Regions from separate parts of the Sus scrofa genome. Here all the other regions are linked to region 1. The links are chromatin contacts, called in public targeted proximity ligation maps. All regions are on one chromosome and are shown on one strand. The core of a region is the stretch at or near the end of the contact, and the rest is flanking DNA. Distances in the headings are between cores, read along the strand shown.

Region 1 (4,896 bases), core at 1,941-4,440:
ATTTTTAACAATCCTTTAACAAGGGGACCTGCAAATTATGTTGCCAGTCTGGGTTGCCGAGGGTAGGATAAAGGAGTGAAGAAGCCCAGCAAGGATGTAATTTCAGGCTTAACGCCCTTAAACCAGACGCCCATTGGGAGTTCAGGAGTGTACTTTCACTATTCTGAGTTTGTCTTGACTTAAGGTGACAGAGATGGGCTAAAGGGTGCCCGGGAAAAGGTAAATGCTAGATTCTTCCCCCTCTCTGGGCATTCGAGGAAGCAACTCCAGGAACCCAAATGCAGCCTCAGAAGCAAGTCACAGGTGTACCATTTGAAACACAGCTCGTAGGTTTCCAAAGGAGACAGTTTGGGGGGTGGGGGGATGCGCTGGGGTTGTGGGATGGAAATCCTATAAAACGTGATGAGCAATGTACAACTACAAATGTAATAAATTCATTGAGCAATAAAAAAAGTTGTTTTTTTTAAAAAGAAAAAGAAAAGAAACACAGCTCATAGAAGCTGGAAGATGGGTGCCCAGGAACCAGAAGTGGATGCAAGGGGGTCTGGGCAGAGCACCAGCGCTGTCCACCACCCCAATCAACGGTACTTGAATTGATCTATCTGATGCAAAGCATACGATCCAAAGAAGCAAATGACTCGCCCTGAGTGACCCAAGTGAAAGCAATTGCAGTGAAGCCACTCCCTTCCAAAGACAGAAGCTGCGTCATCTTTCTCTCCCTGCCAGCTGTGAGGCATAAATATGCCACCGTGAGCTTGCTTCATTGACTCACCTCACCACGTCTGCCCACGTTTGGTTAACAGCATCCCAGACTGAGCAACAAGTCAATGCCTAACTCCCTCCAGCAAAGCACATGCACCACGGAGCAGGCTTCCACATCCCACAGCACTGGTTCATGTGATGGTGAGGCTCACTGGGGTGACAAGGGACCCTTATCTTAAAACTGAACCAACTGGGATCCTGTTTCAGGAGAAAGCCTTCCTCGAGGTCAGACCTAAATCTGAGGGGACAGCTGCTTACAAAAGCTGCCCAAACATCCAGTTATGCTCATTGCTTCATATCTGGGATGTCAGTTTTGATGAAAATTCCTCACGTAAGGGATTTTAAGCTTCCTGAGAGAGAGAACGTTCCTCTTTGCCTTGAGAAGAGATGTTTTAATGAAAGGAACCCAAGTGGGGGCACGTGCACCACTTATATCCACTTTGCTTTAGCAACTAGATACAGCTTTCCATCTGCCTCGCCCGTGTTCGCCCCGTGGAGTGGAGGCCGTCAGCTTTCCCTTTTAGCACGGCCAATTTACCAAGCTCATTGATGTTTTCCAGTCTCTTCTTTCTCGTTCAGCCTGGCTTCTCAGATGTCATTTTCCAGCCAGTTGGTGGGTTGGATTTCTAAACTTGGATCCCCCTGGCTTGGTTAGGGATTATCATCTTTATGATTGTAACAGCTACCATTTACAGAGTACGCACCACCTGCCAGGAATTGTTTTAAGCATTTAACATAAATGAGCTCGTTTAATCATCGCCACAAGCCCTATGAAGTGGGTACTACTCCTGTTCCCACTTTACAGAGGCGGCTAACGGTGGCACAGAGAGGTTAAGCAGCTTACCCAAGGCCACACAGATAGAGTGGCCGTCAGAATTCTAAGCCGGTCCCTGTGATTCCTGCCCCTCTGATGTACAGGCCGTGTATAATCCTCTCCCCCTTGAGCACAGAGGACCTGGGAAGATGATGGAACATCACTTCCATAATTATGGGACATTATCGGGCAAAAGCAAAGGGATTTTGCAGATGTTAAGGTCTTTAATCAGTTGACTGTGCTAATCTAAAAGAAAGGTATCCTGGATGGGCCTGACCTTATTAGGTAAGCATTTTAAGTAGGGCTGAGCCTTTCTATATGCTCAGAGAGACTCTTGTTGCTGGCCTGGAAAAACCAAGCTGCTGTGATTTTTGACAGCTAAAAGAAAACGAGTTCTGCCAATAACCACGAGAGCTTGGAAAGGGACCTGAGCCTGGCATGGACCGTCGCCCTGGCAGACACCTGGCCTGCAGCCTGGTGAGACCCTGCGCAGAGGCCCAGCCAAGCCTGCCCAGACTCCTGAGCCATGGAAACTGGGATAATAAATGTGTGTTGCTGTCAACCGCTAAGTTTTGTGGTCATTTGTGAGGTGGCAATAAAAAAAAAAATAAATAAAGCCAGTAAGAGGCAAGGCTGGGATACACACCCAGACAGCCTGGGTCTAGAGTTCTCACCTTCACCACTTTCCTATGTGTCATTCTGGGATCTAGGATGGATGGAAAAGGAGTCACTGAGTAGCTTGAGCAGGAGACCCAGCTCTTATGAAACTTGGGGTACCCCATTCTCACCCCATCTCCCCAGGTTCCTCACCCTGTTTCAGGAACAACATTAGCCACAAAGCAGGCACAGAGGCACCCAGCATAGACCCTGGCGACCAACAGGGAAGAAGGCACTTAAATAACGAAAACTAAAATAATTACAGTCGGTAAAGGGCTAAAAAAGAGAGGTAAAGGGGCTAAGAGACCACAGAACAGGTCCTCGGGCTGAGCAGGAGTCCACCAATTAGAGGGGAGGAGAGGAGAAAGCTTTTCAGGCAGCAGAATAGCATGTGCAAAGGCCCAGAGGCAGGAAAAAGCCAGTACAGCAGGAGAACTGAGCCAGGGCCTGTATAGTGGGAAGGGGAAGAGGGGCTTGAGATGAGACTCAAGAGGGAGGGAGAGGCCAGCGCAAATGAAACGAAGCCCTCGTTACCGCTGGTGCTGGGCCTCTTCCATCAGACGAAGTCAACGCTGCATCACCCTGGATAATAGAAACTCACTGCACTGATACCAGTGGCCCCACTGCTGCTTTCTGAGAAGGAAACCGGAAATGCTTCCACACTCAGCAAGCTCTGAGAGGCTCATGTTGTGACCCTGACAGCTGAAAAGAGAAACCTTTTTTTCCTTTTGTCTTTTCTTGAAAGCAAAAAACTGAACCCTGACGAGACGGTCTAGGCGCATGTGGTCGCGGGCCCCGTGAGGTGAGGGGCCACCTGTCAGCACTTGTCAGCTGCAGATAAGGCCCCCGAAGGAAACTCAGGAAAAATGGGACGTTGGGGATTAAGCAAGAGCACTGCCGTCTCCTGTCTCCTGACCTCAGACTTGAGGCCGAGGCCCTGACACGCATTGCTCCCAGGCCTCTGAGTCACCATGTGGGGAGCAGCATGTGTTCTGGGACTTGCAGGAGCCTTGGCAGATGGAGACAGAGCCCTGTGCCAGCAGCGAGGGGGCATGAGATGGCCAGAGTTGACTTCCCGTTGCTGTCCCTTGCCGGCTGTGTGACCTCAGGCAAGTTGTTCACCTCTCTGTTCCTTGGCACCTGTCCAACAAAGTTTCTACATTCTAGGGTTGTGAGGATTCAGCTGGCAGCAAAGCACCCGAAGAGTGTCTGGCACACAGTGAGTGTGCAAGGAACACAGGCCCAAACGACTCTTCTGGCTCTGACCACTTCCACTGCTGTATCACCACCATCACCATCGTCTCACCAAGCAGAGAACCGGGCTTAGGAATAGGGAATAAGCCTTCATCTTCCACAACTCCAAAATGGAGTTAACGATGCATGAACTACTCAAGAAGGAGAGGTTCAGAAGCGCCCTCCAGCCCCAGTACTGGGGGCGCCCCACCCTTGTTCACCACGACTGTGCAGAGACTTCCTCAAGTTCCAAGGCCAAGAACACCTTATAATTTTTTCTGCCTCAATGGGGCTCTGAACCCGGGCTCACTAAATCATCTGCCGATTGCTCTCTGGTACCCTAACGGGTCTGACTCCAGAGAAAGGATGTGCGGCTTGATTTAGATTAATAAATAAGCATCTCATTTACTTTTTTAAAAAAATCACATGGAAAAACAGCCCATTCCCTGAGGAAGCTCCAAGGAAATGCTGCCTTGATAGCCACAAGCATATTTGGACCAGGCTTTGGGGGCTGCCCAGACCAGAGATGGCAATTAAGAAAAACATAAAGCATCTGCATATGCTTCCCAAATGTATAGAACTCTTTCACACGCGTTATTTCATTCACTCTTCCCCCATCCTATAAAGTATTCCACGTCTTGTTTCTCAGGGGTTCCATGAATGCTGCTTTTAAGGTTCAGATGAATAGACAAACGTTCTGGCCTTTTAAAAAGAAGCTGTTAGTGACATAATTCTAAGAGGGAGTGCTGGTTAGAAAGAATTGAACAGAAGGTTTTACGAGGTTTTTTAAGAAGCTTTTCTTATTAAATCACTATAAAACCTCACCAAAATAGCTCAAACTAACTTGGGAGAAGGCCAGTCACAATTAGGGGAAAGCTTGCAATGCAGAATATTCTTTTAAATGTACTTTTAATATGTGAAGCTCCACACAGTGAAAGGAACCCACGGTTGTAAAGTGCCTGTGTCTTTCACACACAAACAAGACTCTGTGCATTAGGCTGCTGTCCTGAAAGAGGGGAAACAATTCCACTGGGTGAGCTTGGAGGAGCCAAGTCCACTTGCTGGGTCTCAATTGCTTCATCTGAACACAAAAAGCTACCAAGGGAAAGGACTGGATCACTCCAGGTACCTCCCGGCCCTCCAAGACTTGTCTTTTCCAATTATGTTCCCGCAATGAATTTCCTTCACGAATTCCACTGCATGCCGAACTCGGAGGCAATGTTACACAGTCCAAATTAGCAGCGTTCAAATTAATGAGCTTTTCACTGTCTTCCAGGCAGATTTGGAGATGAAAAAGAAGAGAGAAAAAGAAATGAGATCTAGTTAGCGCACTTGCTAACACGGAACAGCAGGTTCACAGGGTCAATTTCCACACCCAGGGCACCTGTTTTGTGGAAGCCTCAGAGAGAGGTATTTTGCTTTGCCTTTTT
Region 2 (4,867 bases), core at 2,029-4,528, 370 kb after region 1:
CGCTCTCTACTGCTTACCACCTGCCTGCTGCACTCATTTGTATTAACTGCTGACCCTCCAGGTGTGTGGATTTTCAACCCCTCAACCACGTCCTTTTACTTCTCCCCATAACAAGTTATTTCTCCATCTATACAACTTCCCAGCACCTGCTCTGCTCAGTTTTTCATCTAACAGACACTGACACCTGAAGTATATGTATCTCTGCGTGTGTACACACACCTTACACACATGGCACACCCACGCTCAACTGTAGCAAAAAATAACTTTTACATCTTCATCAATAGTTGGTAGCACACCTATATAAAAGCTTCGATACGCTTGAAAGTTGAAAGCTGAAAACCATTGCACTATCACTTAATCCAATAGGGAACACTATGCTTCTATCAAATAGTGATTTGTGATAGTGATTTACAGCTATACACATACAGTCTATTTTCTAACAGGAACGCCTAGAGCTATAAACCGAAATAGAAGAAACATCAATGAAACATTCAATGATGGTCTATGACAGTTTAAAAAAAAGAAGGGGGCACATAATTAACCCCTTCTTTCATGAACTCAATCCAACTGTAAACCAAAACACACTTAAAAAAAAAAAGACTAGGAGTTCCTGTTGTGGCTCAGTGGTTAATGAATCCGACTAGGAACCATGAGGTTGCGGGTTCGATCCCTGGCCTTGCTCAGTGGGTTAAGGATCCAGGATTGCCGAGAGCTGTGGTGTAGGCCGGCAGCTGCAGCTCCGGCTGGACCCCTAGCCTGGGAACCTCCATATGCCGTGGGTGCGGCCCTAGAAAAGACCAAAAAAAAAAAAAAAGGACGAAATAGGAGTTCCCGTCGTGGCTCAGTGGAAAGGAATCTGACTAGTGTCCATGAGAACACCGGTTCAATCCCTAGCCTCACTCAGTGGGTTAGGGATCCAGCATTGCTGTGAGCTGTGGTTTAGGTCAGAGATGCGGCTCAGATGTGGCATAGCTGTGGCTGTGGCATAGGCCAGCAGCTGTAGCTCTGGTGTGACCCCTAGCCTGGGAACTTCCACATGCTGTGGGTATGGCCCTAAATAAATAAATAAGACTAATAATTTGAAAGCTTTAAATTACTCACTACGCATTAATATAAAGAAGTGAACATTTAAGTGTGAAGATCCAAATGACGAGCAAAGATTTTATTTAAGTTGCCGGGCTGATGTGGGCTAAAAACACATTTTCTCTTGAATCATCTACTAGATCATGCGATATTAAATTCTCAGTGCACATTCCTAGCATGAAAGTCAGGATGACCTTTGGTTCCACACCACAGATTTCCACTCCTCTTACTACATCGGACTCACTCTATCAGGCTCAACCAGCTGCAGGAGCTGCCTCCACCCAAGCCTCAGCCCCACTGCTGAGGTCAGGACCTCTTCTCAAGAAAAGATGGTTTGACTCCAGCCCAAATACCTCACTGCTGCGTTCACAGACCTTGGTTCGAACAGAAACAGCTAAGCTACCAAAAGTGATGACTCCTGGCCCAATACTCTGAGACCGATTTAACGGGTCCAGGGCGGAGGCCAGGAAAATGAGCTTTGAAGCTACACCTCCCTTATGTGTATTAATTCTCTTGTAGGTGGTCTCAGGACCACACTTTGAGAAACACTCTTGTGCAACTAATTCTCACCTAATTCATTCTCTGGCAGGGGGTCTTAGGATCACACTTTAAGAAACACTGTCTCCGGGCCTCACTGAAGAAATGGTAGCACTGGTATCATCAGCTTTTAGAAAATTCCTCACTTCTAAAAAATTGCCCTTTGCCATATGGACAATATGAATACATTTACTGGCTCCCACCTTCAAGGCAGTGCACCAAGGACTGTGGAAGATGTTATAATGAACAAGACACACTGATTCTCAAAAATCCAGTCAGAAAAATAAGTGTTTACGAGTTAATCAAAATAGGATGGAATGTGTGTCATGGTAGAAATATAAACTCTCAGCACTCAGAAGTTTACTCTTCTTCCCAGGTATCTTGTACCCATCTACCTTTTTGATTACACATGATGACACAGCATTTTCTGTTATTCCTCCGCACTAGCCCCTATGTTAAGGGCTGAGATCATGCCTTATTTCCTGGTGTCCCTCGTGCCTGTTAAGTAATAGCTGCTTCCTTGAAGAGTCATTCAATTAAGACATTCTTCACCATTACAACTTGGGCCAGATTGTGTGAAACCTCACATTAGATTCTGGCTGCTCACTTAAGAAATCAGTTTCTTGGAACCGAGGCACATACTTTTGCAGTGGGAGGGAACTGAGAGAACATGTCGTCTAACATTTCACCAAATCCGGTGTGCAGATCACTGGCGATACCCAAGGAAGACACCTTCTAGAATGTTTACAGGTGATACATGAAAGAACATTTTAAATTTCAATTGGATGCAAATATGTCTGTGTACAGAAAAACATCCAGAACGATGCAGGGCTTTCATAGATTAATGCTTAAAACAGTGCTAAATTTATTTCAAACAGTAACTGCAGGGCAGGTGAGAAATGCATGCTATTAGAAATCAGCCAAGTGGTTGCCTTGGTGTGGGAGTAAGGGGCATGGGTGGTGGGGGGTTTCTGGGGGGGACTGGAAGTGTTTCTCTACCTGGGTGCTGGCTGGATAGGGCTGTTTAGTTTGCAAAAATTTAGTAAGCTGTATTACAATAATTGCACTTTTCTGTACGTACAGTATACTTCACTTAAAAAGTATTTCAAAGGGTGGGTGTAATTAAAGATAGTAAATAGTAGTACATGGATATGGGAGAAATCCTAAACCTGGTACAGGAAAGGCAAATTTAGGACACACAGACTAACCCTCCCCTGTGTAGATGGGAAGAAAGCCAAGGGATGGCCACAAACGAGCTGCTTGTGCTTGAGCAGGAACTGCCCCCCACTCAACCTTCTCTCCCATTCTTCCCTTCCCCCACTTAGGTCCTCAGCTCCTCCAGGATGGTCTTGTCAGCTGCTCCCAGGGGTGAGCATGAGCTTTTCCCGTCAGACACTCCCTGCCAAGTCCTAGCTCTTCCAAGGAGCTGCCTGCCTCACTTGGCTGTTTTTTTCCATTCCTCTGAGCCTTTCACCATATGCTCTGCTAACTAAATTGAAAGAGACAGATCCTCCAGCATTTAACAATTCCATTCGTGGGAATTGTTACTTTTCTGGGTCTCCGTTTTCACACTTGTAAAACCAAGAGGGGAGGGGAGCTGTACAAGGGTTAGGATCTGCACTTTGGAGCCAAGATGCCTCAGCTTAGATCCCAGCTAGTTTCATAACCCCTTGTGTTTCAGTTACTTCATCTGTAAAATGTGAGGGTATGATTCACCCGTCTCAGGGTACTGCTGATAAAGTGAAACAAGATAATTCATGTCAAGTGCTTGAAACACTGCTCAATAACTGTTCGCCATTATTATTCACTAACTGCAAAGTGGAGAAAACAGAAGCAACCTTTCCCATCTCAAAGAGTAACTGAACGGATAAAATGGGATGGTGGTGTCAGAAATGTGAAAGGGAGGGAGGGAGGAAGGAGGGAAGGAAGCTAAGATAGGGGGTGGGAAAGGGGAAGGTCTGTCTGATAAGATTTGGGATGGATGGCAAGAAGGTGGGGGGGGCCTGGGGGTCCTTGGGCGCCACCCAAGACCTGCCCAGTTAAAAGACCTAAACTTCCCTTGGGGCTTAGCTCCTTCACCCTCAGCCCTGGGTCCCGGATTCTCAAGAAAGGAAGGTAATTCCCGATGGGTAGTATGTTTCCTTTCTTTGGAAACTCAATACACACTCAACAGCCCGCAGGCAGGAAAGGGACCCGTAATTCTCCGTAGGGTTAGCTCTGAACGGTCTTCTCAGATCGTGGCTGCCCAGCACCAGCCTCCGACCACCTTGAACGCTACCTGGACGGCCGCCACCACCGACGTGTCCTGGGGTAAACACGGGGCGGTGGCTCTTTCCCGCCGCGGGGCATCCCCAAGGCCTCGCCCGTTTCTGGATTCTCCAGGCCGGCGCCCGTCGTCGGGCTCACGACGACGGCCAAGGGCTGCCAGGCCGAAGGCTCCAGGACGAGGGACCCAACCAGGGCCGGTGGTCGCCGACCGTCTGGAGGGCCCCGGGGCCGCGACGTGGCCCTCGGTCATACCTACTGAGCGGCCGCCACGTCCTCTCTTGCCCTGGGCTTCCCGCACGGCCGCCCGCGCCTCCTTGCTCTTGGCGCAGCCCATGGCGCGCGGGGCCCTGTGGGAACGCGCGGCGAGCAACGCCGAGCGGAGGCCGAGCGCCCCCTGCCGGCCGCCGCCGGCGACACCCTGCTCCCGCGCCCCTTCTCTTTCAAGCAAGTGCGTTTTTTTCTTTTCACATTAAAATACACTCACCAAAGATAAACAGGAAAATACAAAGGTGAAAGAAGGAGGGATTCCTGGCTGTGGAGCAGTGGGCTAAGAATCAGACTGCAGCGGGTCAGGTCGCTGCAGAGGCGCGGCTGGAGGCTGGGAGCAGTGGGTGGAAGGAGCCCAGGTTGCCGCAGCTGCGGAGTAGGTCACAGCTGCATCTTGGACCCAGTCACTGACCAGGGAACCTCCACGTGCCACATGCAGGGGGCGTGGCCATAAAAAGGGGGGGAAAAAGCACCATCCAAAATCCTTCCCTTTAAACTACATTTGCTGTCTACTCCTTCTTTCCAGGTTTGTTCTTTCCCCTCAATGAATAGTTTTGCACCCAGCTTTTCACCCCCTTACCGTCTCTTTTGTTTATATGGCACTGACAGCCTTCTGATTTGCCCTATATTCTTCCACGTCCTATATTTTTCCCCAGCTTCCACGTCCCTCCTCCAAAAATGTACACCCCAGCAGACTAGCAACTTTACGTAT
Region 3 (4,833 bases), core at 1,840-4,339, 390 kb before region 1:
TTCTGCCTGCTTAAATCTACTGTTGAGCCCCTCTGGTGACTTTTGCACTTTTCAAATTTAGAATTTCTATTTGGTTCTTTTTTAATAATTCTTATCCCTTTATTGATATTCTCTGTTTGGAGAATATTCTGTTATTTTCATTTTATTTTTTATTTTTTGGCTGCACCCAGGTCATGTGAAAGTTCCTGGCCCAGAGATCGGACTGGCACCACAGCATTGACCCAAGCCACATTAAGGACAATGCTGGATCCTTAACCTACTTTGCCATGAGGGAACTCCTCCTTTAATTCTTTAGACATACTTTCCTTTAGCTCTTTTAATATATTTATAAAAGCTTATTTAAAATCTTTGTGTAATAAATCCAATGTCTAATCTTCTTCTAAGTGATTTCTATTAACTGTCTCCCCCCCCCCAGTGTATGGGCCTTTTTTGTTTGTTTGTTTCCTTGCATTTCTTATGATCTTTTGTTGAAAATTTGACCTTTTTGTTTTTGCTTTTTGTTTCATTTCGTGGTATGTTTTCTTGGCCATGCCTGCAGCATGCAGAAGTTCCCAGGGTGGAGATCAAACCCATGCCACAGTAGTGACCCCGAGCCACTGCAGTGACAATGCCTGATCTTTAACCTACTGTGCCACAAGGAAATTCCAAAAAATAGACATTCTTAAATAATAGAATATGACAATTCTGGAAATCAGACCCCACCTACCTTCTTAGGTATTGTTGCTGCTGGTTGTTGTTGCTTTTTCTTTGTTTAGTGATTTTCCTGGACTAATTCTGCAAAGCTTGTATTCTTTGTTGTTTTCCACTACTTAAGTCCCTGCTTGGTTAACTGAGTGGTCAACTAATGGTTATACATAGATTTCTTTAAATTCCTTGAACCAGTAAGTCTCCCAGCTTTTAATGAGGGCTGTATGTTAGGGTATACCTTTAAAGCCCCAGCAAGCAGTTTACAATGCTTTCGTAGTCTTCACACATTTCTTACTTGCACAGAGTTTCAGGTCAGCCACAGGTAAGAAATTAGGGCTTTTAAAGCACATGCACAAGTCTTATACTAGATTGGTCTTCTAGATTCCCAGGAATATGTCAGAGCTTCTTAAAGATCCCTGTGGATATCTCATGCCCATTTTTCATTTTAAGTCCTTTGATCACCTATTTGTTAGCCCCAGTTGGTATTACAGCCTTGGGCAGCTACAATATTAAACAGTTGCCACTGATTATTTTGACGAACGCCTAGAGATAGGATGTTTATGTATAGAAAGCTCTGAATCAGGTCAAATTAAAATAAGCCCTGAGAATGGAGCTTTTCATGGAGCTACCAGGCCAAATAATAACAACTGTCTTGGGATGAGGCTTTTGGAGAGCTCAGACCAATTTTCTCCCTCATAGCTAATAGACTGCTGCTGTTTTTCACAGCTCCCATACTTGCAAGGATGTTGATTTTCAAGTTACTGCAGAGCTGTCGAGAGAGATGGGAATGGGATAAATTAACATGCCACAAAGCTCACTGTTCTTATAAACATTCTTCTTGATTAAATGGATTCTTGCAAGCCTCTGATTAATTTCCAGAGTCCTGAGAAAAATAATTTTGACAGTATTTTCTATTGTCCACTTTTCTTTTTTCTAATGTTCTTTCAGATTTTCAAAGGTCCTTAATTTACTATTCCAGAAGTGCTTTTTATTCATTTTTTTAAAAATAAAAGGTAAGTTTGGAAAGCAGTTTAGCATCATCTGGTTGAGAACATGAATTTTGGAGTTAAACTAACCTAAATTTGAATCCAAGTAACATTGTTAGCTATGTGACCTTTGGCAAATTACTTAATTTCTCTAAGTTTCAGTTTCTTCGAATGTTAAATGGAATAATACTAACACCCAGGTGATAGGATTGCTGAGAGAATCAAATGTAAGACGTTTAGCATATTTCCAGAATGATGAGTTTATTTTTTAAATTTTTTAATTTTTTGCTTTTTAGGGTCTCACCAGTGGCATATGGAGATGCCCAGGATAGGAGTTGAATCGGAGCTACAGCTGCCAGCCTACACCACAGCCACAGCAACATGGGATCTGAGCCATGTTTGACCTACACCATAGCTCATGGCAACGCCAGATCCCCAACCCACTGAGTGAGGCCAGGAATCAAACCAGCATCCTCATTGGTGCCAGTTAGATTTGTTTCTGCTGCACCACGATGGGAACTCCAAAATGATGAGTTTAAAAACTGGACTAGGAGTTCCTGTCGTGACTTAGTGAAAATGAATCTGACTAGTATCCATGAGGACACAGGATCGATCCCTGACCTCACTCTGGCATTGTTGTGAGCTGTGTTGCAGGTCACATATGTGGCTTGGATCTGGCATTGCTGTGGCTGTTGTGTAGGCCAGCAGCTGCAGGTCTGATTTGACCCCTAGCCTGGGAACCTCCATATGCCGCCAGTGTGGCCCTAAATAGACAAAAAAAAAAAAAAAAAAAAAAAAAAAAAAAAAAAAAGAGGAAAAAAGAAAAGTGGACTACATGCAGGGGCTGAATACATCAATTCAGATTGTTTCCGTCATTATAACTTACACAAACAAATAGAAATATTCTATGGAACATGAGCAGTTGGTATTGGACAAGGCAAGATACCCCTCTTGCTATTTTTATTTCTTTTCTAAGCATCATCAATTTCTCTATATAAAATAGTTTCTTAAATTATTAAATTTCCTTTTTAATACCTTTCTTTGATGTGAAGTTTTATGCCAATAATGCTCTTTCACATGTTGTTTTAATTATTTCTCATATTTTTGAAAAAGTATTTCTCATATTAACTATATGAAATAGGTATATTATCTATATTTTGTTGAAAAAACTGAGATTAATAGGTTAATGGACTAGCCTAAATTCATTTGCTAGCTAATATTAGAGAGTACAATTTAAGCAACATATATGTAAGAGACCGAAAGTGAAAATAGAGAAAAACACAGGAAAGGAAACTTAAAATGGCACAAGTGTAAAAGGAAACTTAACTGACAAAGGCAATTTCAAGATTTTAAATGACAGCAGTGCCTGCATTTCACAGATGTTGCCACTAGATGGTGGTGTTTCCATTGTATGGTGGTCTCAGTTATCTTTCATCTCTATGAGAAAGAAAATCAGAGCTTTATAAAGCATAGCCTCCAGCACTTTAGTCATCACAGATGCTGACTCTCTGCTTCCATGGCAATCTGAGAATCATGAGGCCTAAATATTATGTATTCTTGTCTCTTCTGGAGTGTAAGCACTAGAATCCCATTGATTTAAATTTTCCCTCTGCATTAGTGAATAAGCTTCAAATGCATAAGCACAGAATCCATTGAGTCTATTAATATGATTTCTTTCTTAGGTTTCCAAGGAGGTCAATGAAATGACAGTAAAAATGCCATATCAGTGTTTCATAAATGGACAATTCACAGATGCTGATGATGGAAAGACCTATGACACTATCAACCCAACAGATGGATCTGTGAGTAATTATTTAGTGTGGGCAGTGGCCATTGATCATGGATTTTTTGTTTATATACAGTTATAAAACAAAGCAGTATTAAGAAGTTTCTTTATTCTGTTACTCGGCCACTGAGCACTCAATATATGTGTATTTCATGCATTTCTTTCAACTATTGAATTCTGGTACTGGCTCTTGTTAGCTATAGTAACCTACTTTGTAGAAGGAGTATTTGTGATGAAATTAGACAGAAGCTATACTTACACACATTAGAGGTATAATTTCACATAAAGCTATATGTGTGAAAAAAATCTTAGTCTCTGCAAGCGCATGGTGAGAAATTCAGCTTCCCTAAGGCACAAGAAGAAATAGTTACAGTTTCCTAAATGTGTCTTCCTGTAGTGTAGCCTGACATGAGAAGCAGCAAATTTTAGACTCACAATTTTCATGGTAAAATTGTTTCCTTCAGAGTTCCTGTCATGGCTCAGAATCCACCTAGTATCCATGAGGATACGGGTTTGATCCCTGGCCTTACTCAGTGGTTGAAGGATTCGGAGTTGCAGTGAACTGTGGTATATAGGTCGCCGACATGGCTAGGATTCTGTGTTAGGCTGTGGTGTAGGCCAGCAGCTGCAGCTCCAATTTGACCCCTAGCCTGGGAACTTCTGTGTTCCACAGGTGTGACACTAAAAAGCAAAAAAAAAAATTGTTTCTTTGTCTTTACTATATTACTGGAAGTATTCATTTTCTATCAGAAAAAAATTCTTTGGATTTTGTAATATAATATTAATTCCAAGAAACATATTTTTGTATCTCTTTATATAAATAACCCATAATTTATTTTTGCTTGTATTGAAATAGATAATATGCAAAGTATCCTATGCTTCTTTGGTGGATGTTGATAAAGCAGTAGCCGCAGCAAAAGATGCTTTTGAAAATGGTGAATGGGGAAGAATGAATGCACGAGAAAGAGGAAGATTGATGTACAGGTATGTTTTTAAGAATGCAAGTCTGTGGCCTTCAGATATTGACTAACATTGCCAAGATTTTAAAAACTTCCTCTGAGCATTTTAGTATGCACCAATTATACAGCATGTCTTTTGTTACTTGCATCCTATAAAATCCCATGTATATGAGTTGCTGATTTTTGTAATCTTGTTTGTTTTTGTCTGTGTCCCTGTACGAGAAGCTTAATGAAGGACTACGTAGGTACAAAGATGTGAGCCAGGGTCAAGGGAATCCAGCAAAGGATCATGAAGCATCCAGTAGAGATAGAATGGGGGACGCGGCTCCTCCTCCAAGGCATGAAGGGACAGAGGGAGGAGCTGATACTAGAATCTGGCAAGATCAATAGCTGTGGAAGTCTCTGCAGCTGTCAA

What was found.
Region 2: a contact with region 1 is called in a targeted proximity ligation map of alveolar macrophages. A contact is called at or near these places in 1 of 47 Hi-C or Micro-C datasets (embryonic fibroblasts) and 1 of 2 datasets of targeted methods (alveolar macrophages).
Region 3: a targeted proximity ligation map of alveolar macrophages shows a contact between it and region 1. A contact is called at or near these places in 1 of 47 Hi-C or Micro-C datasets (embryonic fibroblasts) and 1 of 2 datasets of targeted methods (alveolar macrophages).

Annotation. Positions count from the first base shown.
Region 1 is chr5:79,914,926-79,919,821 of Sscrofa11.1, forward strand. The region is part of intron 2 of CHST11 (carbohydrate sulfotransferase 11); the gene reads right to left. Among named protein-coding and RNA genes, the nearest start is that of CHST11, 150 kb to the right of the region's middle.
Region 2 is chr5:80,283,838-80,288,704 of Sscrofa11.1, forward strand. No RefSeq gene overlaps it. Among named protein-coding and RNA genes, the nearest start is that of TRNAA-UGC, 44 kb to the left of the region's middle.
Region 3 is chr5:79,523,387-79,528,219 of Sscrofa11.1, forward strand. It overlaps ALDH1L2 (mitochondrial 10-formyltetrahydrofolate dehydrogenase), which reads left to right. Exons shown (of 24, transcript XM_001926587.6): 11 at 3,356-3,475; 12 at 4,316-4,443. It also overlaps the pseudogene LOC102158073. Among named protein-coding and RNA genes, the nearest start is that of ALDH1L2, 33 kb to the left of the region's middle.